Linked DNA regions of Drosophila melanogaster: region 2 is linked to region 1. Evidence: chromatin contacts called from public Hi-C data. All regions are on one chromosome and are shown on one strand. The core of a region is the stretch at or near the end of the contact, and the rest is flanking DNA. Distances in the headings are between cores, read along the strand shown.

Region 1 (3,540 bases), core at 93-2,592:
CTGATGCGACAGGCCCGGCTTCTCGGCCAACTGATGCGGAAGTGGATGTGGAATCGACGTGTTCCTCGCCGACACAACGGCGCCTCCTCCAGCGCCTCCTCCTCCACCAGAGCCCGAGTTTGCGGGCAATGTGTGGCTGAAGCTGTGATTCTATAAGAGTGAGGAGTGAAGAGAAATAAACATCTTTATCAAAGGAAATCGAATGTGGACAAGCTTGTTGCTCTTACAGTTCGATTTAAGATTTGTATATACTAGAGTAGGGTCCTAGTTTTAGAATATGTTTAAATACCATAACTTACCTTCGATGTCGTGTGATGTCCATTGGTGTGTTGCTGAACTGCACTGGCTGAAAGTCCTGCGCCGCTGGAACTCAGATTGAGATTCGGACTGGATGCGTTTAGGTCAAAGTTGTTGGCCTTGGGACCCGCATTGGGAGCTGGGGCGACGGGCTGCGCGCCATTTCCCTGGCTCTGACCCTGACCCGGTCCATGACCCACATGCAGGCGGTTTCGCAGAGTCACCAATTCGGTGCTCAGGCTTTTGAGCCGCTGCTGCAGATGAACTGCCTCGTTGGATGAAGATGCATCTGAAGAAAAGCGGATAAAGTTATTGTTTTATTACATTGTTGGTTACAACACCGACGAAAAGTGAAATAGTCTTGTTTATCATTCAAAATTTTTTTTTAATAGACAATTAATACTTTTGATTTTATTCCGAGCTCTGCCTTCGGTGGACAGATGAACTGAGATGATCTGCGTGCGCCTTTCGGACCACTAAGTGCATTCAACTTAATTGGAAATAAAGACTTCGCAAGGAATCTCAGTTCGCCTGCCGCCGCTTAAAATTCAATTTGTCTAATGAAGAAAAGATGCGCAAGTCGACTTGTTGTATTGGCCTATGATCCTAGATGATATCGGTGTGCCCAACATCATCGCAGTGTCCCTTGAAGGAGGATAGAGCACAGGCATTTTCTCTTTGACCCAACGGATCGGCCTGGTCAAGTTCTGGACACTGGTGTCCAGTTTAATTGAGCATTTTCCCTGATGTTGCCGAAAACGCTCCGGCTTGTGCAGAATGTTGTGCGGATCGCGGTAATAGTCCCGATACCTCTGGGTCTCCAAATAGAAGTTGTCAATCCTGTCCAGATCGTCGTAGTCAACATTGACCAATCCGATCCGGGGAGCAAAACCCAAAATGCCTCGTCGATGAACCTCCGCGTTTTTGGCCACCATCCTCATGTCTACTTCAGGAATTGGTTCCTTTCTCATATTTAACAAGTTTATGTATATGAAAGTCAACAAAGAAAAAGAAAGCTCTTGAAACCTAATGAATTGTCTGTCAAAGAGTGCAGCCAATGACTGGTAATTCACGGAAAGTGTGATAAATTAGAAGGTTCAAATAAAGACACCTTCAAATATTTGGGTGGTTTTGATAAGTTGGGCTATTTAAGAAATTTTCCAAAAATAGGTTATTTATGTTTCCTTGAATTCTTAGCACAATAATTTGCACTGAGAGCACCGAAGAATCTGAAATAGAACTATTGGCAATCGGCGCGCAACATCCTCGATAGTATAGTGGTTAGTATCCCCGCCTGTCACGCGGGAGACCGGGGTTCAATTCCCCGTCGGGGAGATGGGATATTTCCTTTCTTTTTAGCTCATATATGTAATTACAAGAGAATAAGTGAATATTTTTCTTGCAAATTTATATAAAGAAAGATAATGCATAAACTTGGCAATATGATCATTGAAATTATATTTTTATATCCATCTTTTTGTTTTACAAAAGTTCCAAAAATTGTAACATGTTTTAGGGATGTGCTTTTCTTTAAATAAGATTTTAATAAAAAAAAAGTATTGACAATCGTCTCCCCGACGGGGAATTGAACCCCGGTCTCCCGCGTGACAGGCGGGGATACTAACCACTATACTATCGAGGACGTTGAATTTCGCCTGCCAATAGTTCTATTCTAAATCTGTGCTTCACTTGAATCCCGGTAGATTAAATTATTGCTAAAATAGATGTTGGTTTAAATAGATTTTTGGTACACATTGAAAGTACTATAAATAAAGTAAATAATAAAGACAGGTGTCTTAATCTTTTGGTTAAGCTATTGCTTGAATAAATACACCTTTATTGCAGTTACATGCATTAAGCCTTTGGCTCTCTATTAAAAACATATAATCAGCAGACCATATGGAAATCTTCATTATGGCGAAAAGGAATTTAATTAGTTCTAATTAACAACTCAATACAACGAAAATCAATTCACATCGATTAATTTCGCCCGGGCCAACAGACTTTTGTGCACGCGAATCGCTTTGGTAGGCTTGTGCCAGAGGAGCAGAAAAAGTCATTTTAATAGATATAGATGGTGAGCATTTACATAAAATGTTAATGAACTAATTTCGCCGGAGTTAACGAAAAATAGAGACACCGAAAGCGCTAAGATGAAACACAAATTGGCGGCAGGTGACTACAAAATTTCAAAGACGTGTGTACATCCAGAATAGAAGATCAATGGGCAGACTCGACGAACAGCTAATAATGCCAACTGATTTATGAAGACTTTCAAAACAGGGCCGAGAGGTCATTGTTACAAGCCAACACCACGAAAAACGCTGACAAGCTAACAAGATTTTATTAAGCTTATGCGTTTCAGAAACTTGTCTACTATTTTTTACAGCCTTCAGCGGGAAATCAAATTAATTAGCTAATGAAAAACGGAGAAAAGCTTGGATGCAGAGTACTACTACCAAAGGTATATACCTTCGACCCATGTGTCGGTGAGCCAAAACAGAGAGGCAAGCTGGAAGGCTTATAACAAAATCAGAGTCGACAATATACAAAAAACAATATCATTGATGACTTGAGCTCAGACAGAGGAAACCAGTTTTGATGTTGTTGTTTTTTTTAGTGCTTTCTGTGGCCCAAAGTTGCACTCAAGAAATAAGACAAAAGCCACAGAAAAAGGTACAGAAAAGTCTGACATCGAAGTCAAACGAACAATTTCGAGTCTCTGTTCCAATCAATTAATCGGTGATAATTTCACCAACTAGACTAATGTACTGAAATTAATGTATTTAGCAATTAGCTTTATTGGCTTTTCCTCTACGCTTCAGTTCTCAGGGTTTTTTTTTTATGGAGCGGGCGACAAAATTTCGTGGAAGCTGAGTAACCAAGTTGGCCCAAACTGGTAGCCGAGCACAAGTTATCTGCTCTTAGTGGGCCCAGGGGCTTGGGAATGGAGAAGGTTGGTGTGGAAGAACAGTCGCGTCGCTCAAATGAAATGTTGCAAGTCGAGAGGCAAGCGACACCCATACAACCAGGTATCCATATAAGCGGATTCGGTTTGTAGTTATTGCCGATGATTATGAATATGAATGCGATCGACTGCGAATGTTCATGGAGGTTGATTGAAAAACTCAAACAGGCAGCCCAAGATGGTAAAGACAAGTAAGTCGAGAACCAATCAACTGACACTCTAGACAGATAGTCCAGAAAAGAAATCAAGCAAATGGCTTGACCATTAAGTTTAAT
Region 2 (3,722 bases), core at 216-2,715, 460 kb before region 1:
CGCAGATGAAAAGCGGCCAAACAAAACAATTGTACAATTGGTTTGGTTTCTGGTTTTAGTTTGTCTTTCTGGCCCATTCTGTTTTTACATTTTTTTTTTTAAATTACGATGAATGGACTGTCACGCTAGTCTGAGTATAGGGCAGCAAAAAAGCAAAAGGCACTCTATTAACTGAATGACATAATAATAAATTTAGTTTAGCTTAATTTCTATTAACAGGTGCTCCATTACGCGCTCTCGATGAATTAGTTAAGAACTAGATTATTATTATTATTATACATATATAGTGAATAAGAATTTAAGCTACATAAGTTGACTTTTGGGAAAACTTAACTACAATATTAAGCTGGTTTTGAAAAACCCATAAATATAGTTATGCTTATCTATTTGAGTTATGATGAGGTAAACGTTTTATGTCAAGGGTTCTACACACACACATTGAGGGAATTTTTTAAGCTTTACAATGCCACAAAATATTTTTTTTTATTATCTGTGCAAGGTACTACATCTTTGACGAGACAAACTGGTGTTATAATGTTTTATTATCTTTGGCTTTATCTGAGTACGCCACAAACACCGAAATTTCAAAGATAACAACTAAAATACGTAATAGCACGAATAAAGCTAATCACCATGGATATCAAATAGATCACTGAAATAGAATTGCCAGACAGTATGAATTATATACACGTTCATATTCGTGCTACCGAACAGTATGTGATTATATAATTTTCTTTTTTGCTCGACAAGTAATTTTTCAATTGGCCGCTGCAGTGCATGGGAATAGTTTTTGGATCGGCAATGGATCTAATATTAGAACATTTGTAAATACAATATTTGCCACGATTCGCAAACTTTTGTTTGTTATTCACTCCACGCAAATCGGGCATCCCAAAGGCGTTCGAATCTGATCAGTAGACTACAATGATAAGCAAATACGCGGTTAAATTGCGTTTAATTGCTATTGTACATTAGATTGGAGCGGCGATGTCGGTCTGACATGTTGTTCATGCTTAAATTTAATTAATTTGCAAATTACAATTGCAATTGCAAAGCGCCAAGCAAGTCGGGCAAACACACTGGTCTCTGATGTGCCACCCACACAACCTAGCATTGCATTCCCAGTTTACAATTGATAATTGCTGGGCTCAGGGGTCTATCTCAGATTTTCAAAATCCTTGACCTGGTGACTGCATATCCTCGGTGTGAATTGGTCTGAAGCTGTCGAAGTCATCGATGCGCAGCGGAATGGCGATGAGTTTAGCCAGGCCGTAAAATACGGCTAAGCACAGAAAAATGGTCAGAATCATTTGGCTGGGCGGCACTAAAAAACACATAATGTTTATAAAAACCTGCTTGTTAAATGTATGAACTCAGCAAACCCTTGCCGGTGAACCAAGGCAGTTTAGGACTAGACGATATCATTTTTATCACACTTAACACTTTGATGACAGAGTTCCAAATGAGATATAAAGTCAAATTGAACTATCGACTTTAAAAAACCACCAACTGATCAAACAAAAGCTACGCCTAACCAACCATTCATACATACAGTGATCCCTAGTAAAAAAGGCAAAAAGTGAACAACAATAGCCCAGAAGTGGAACTACGTTCAATACGACATTTGTTATGTTTAAACTTTTAAAAAGTATTGTAATATACAGTATCTATAGATACTGCTAATACTGCTAATGTTATTGCCAGGAATGAGTACTTCAAATATGCTAGAGCAATTCTCCGAAATCATTATCTGTATGCTGCAAATAGACTATAAGTCCGAAATTATATCGTAGCCAACGGAAATTGACCCAGAAATTGTTATTAGCACATAACCAAAGTAATCGGCAATGGACGTTGGTGATAACAAATAATAATACATTGCTGATAAGTTGCGGTTGTATGGAAAATGATAAGAGCCGGCCATACTAATTTCCACGACCATGTCATTCGCCGAAAATCAATTACCCAAATGCCCATGCCACCCCATATGCATATCTACATGCATTAGCAAGACACTTTTCTTGCTTTACATTTATTTCACAGATAAGTGGAAACTACAGCGAAAAATGAAAAGAGAACAAAGCGTACATTGCTTAAAAACCATCTGCATTTCGGAGTTCTAGCCGCACTTATTAACCAAGTGCCGACTCGTGCGGGTGCAAAACTGCAGAAAAGATTGATTTACTTTGGTTGGCGCAGCTGGTTTGCATTCGCCTGCTGGTCTTGCTACCAATTTAATTGTTTTATCCATGCAAACAAAATTATTGAGTAAGTGCTAAATAGAAGATTCACTAAACAATGACTGCGACGGGACAAAACAAAAACGATTTTCGTGCTCGAATCGAAGATTTAATTGTTCTAACAAATGTGACGACTGCAAGTAATTATTCGAAAATAAAGTTTATTTTTGGCCACTAAGTGAAGTCATTCATTCCTTATGCACTTACAAAGCCATTTAGTTGAAATATAGTTAATTAATTAACATTTATTAAGTAATTATCACTAGTTGTGTGCCTAGTTCAACGACACCAACGAAAACCATTCAATTATATTGTTTTAGTACCTGTTTAGCTGATTGCTAACTAAACAAAACTCTGAAACTAAAAGAAACCCATGACGAAAAAGTTATCTTTATTACGGTGTCAAAAGTTTAATTGCGTTTCTATTTGCACTTTGCCACAGAATAGGCAAAATACTTAGTGTCCAAAATCCCATGAGATTCTCTATGTTGTCCGCTAGTTTTATGACACAAACTCGAAAAAAGCAAAATATTCTTTGCGCAGACTCTTGATTTTTCTGCCTTTTCTTTTTGCAATGTTTACGTACGGCGAAAAGGCAACGTAGTGCAGTAATCTCGGAAGGAAAGAACGCGAAAAAACAGACACGTGCAAAACTTAAAACGAGCAAATATAGAAAAATTGAAATGTTTTCTGAAATAAATATTTATCAGCAATGTTGCTGCAGTTGCAGAATGCAACTCCGAGCGGCGGCAATTGTCACGTTTTGCATGAGATTAACACAGTTCGAGTTAACCATGCGGAGGCGAGCCAATCCGAGCCGAAACAGCCAACTCCATGCTCAGATAGTTGACACAAATGACCGAGTGCAGATGCGTTCCGAAAAACGCAACGATTCGTTCTAAAAATACATACACGTGGCTAATTTGCTGGCGATTTGCTCTCGGACTCTATTGCAGAAAATGTAAGGAGAAGCTCGCAACGGAATTCCCCCCGCAACGAAGAAACGCAACCAAAGAAGCTGCCAGTCCTCACAAACGGATCCTGAAAGTTCCTTCCACACACAAGCCAGCAAACTCAAAACAAAAGCCAAATGACTGCCAACAGTCTGCTAGGAAGGTCCATACTCAATGAAGGTGAGTAAAGGTGCACCAACTAATAAAGATATAATAATATATAAAGATATATGCTCGAATGTATTTCAAATGTGTATCTTTACTTATAGCGTTTAGCCATCTTAAAAGGTGTCTCAAGTATGTTCTAATATGGCAGCTTCGTAGAAAAACAGTGTAGCATATCTTTAGACACCATATTAACTTAATAACATATGTGAATGAACATCCATATTAATTCAGTCTACATTCTTCGCAGGTCGCTCAAACAAGCGATCATTTGTGTCCCTGATTGTGGGCCTGATCGTGGGCTTCTGCCTGGCGGAGCTGTTCGTCTACTCCACGCCGGAGCGAAGTGAATTCATGCCATACG

What was found. A called contact is a pair of places that touch in the nucleus more often than the background predicts.
Region 2: a Hi-C map of the Kc167 cell line shows a contact between it and region 1, with 5 times the contacts expected there. A contact is called at or near these places in 3 of 107 Hi-C or Micro-C datasets (the Kc167 cell line, the ML-DmBG3-c2 cell line and the S2 cell line).

What each region holds. Positions count from the first base shown.
Region 1 is chr2L:8,480,176-8,483,715 of dm6, reverse strand. It overlaps CG43796, which reads right to left and starts at 1,342. Exons shown (of 1, transcript NM_001273325.1): 1 at 711-1,342. The coding sequence starts at 1,238. The coding sequence ends at 855. dachs (dachs,) reads right to left here. Exons shown (of 9, transcript NM_001201801.2): 4 at 300-586; 5 at 1-150. tRNA:Asp-GTC-1-2 (transfer RNA:Aspartic acid-GTC 1-2) reads right to left here and starts at 1,939; the gene lies at 1,868-1,939. It overlaps tRNA:Asp-GTC-1-3 (transfer RNA:Aspartic acid-GTC 1-3), which reads left to right and starts at 1,561; the gene lies at 1,561-1,632.
Region 2 is chr2L:8,945,009-8,948,730 of dm6, reverse strand. CG46397 reads right to left here and starts at 1,465. Exons shown (of 2, transcript NM_001382136.1): 1 at 1,383-1,465; 2 at 860-1,324. The coding sequence starts at 1,425. The coding sequence ends at 1,170. It overlaps C1GalTA (Core 1 Galactosyltransferase A), which reads left to right. Exons shown (of 4, transcript NM_164840.2): 2 at 3,197-3,373; 3 at 3,609-3,722. The coding sequence starts at 3,331.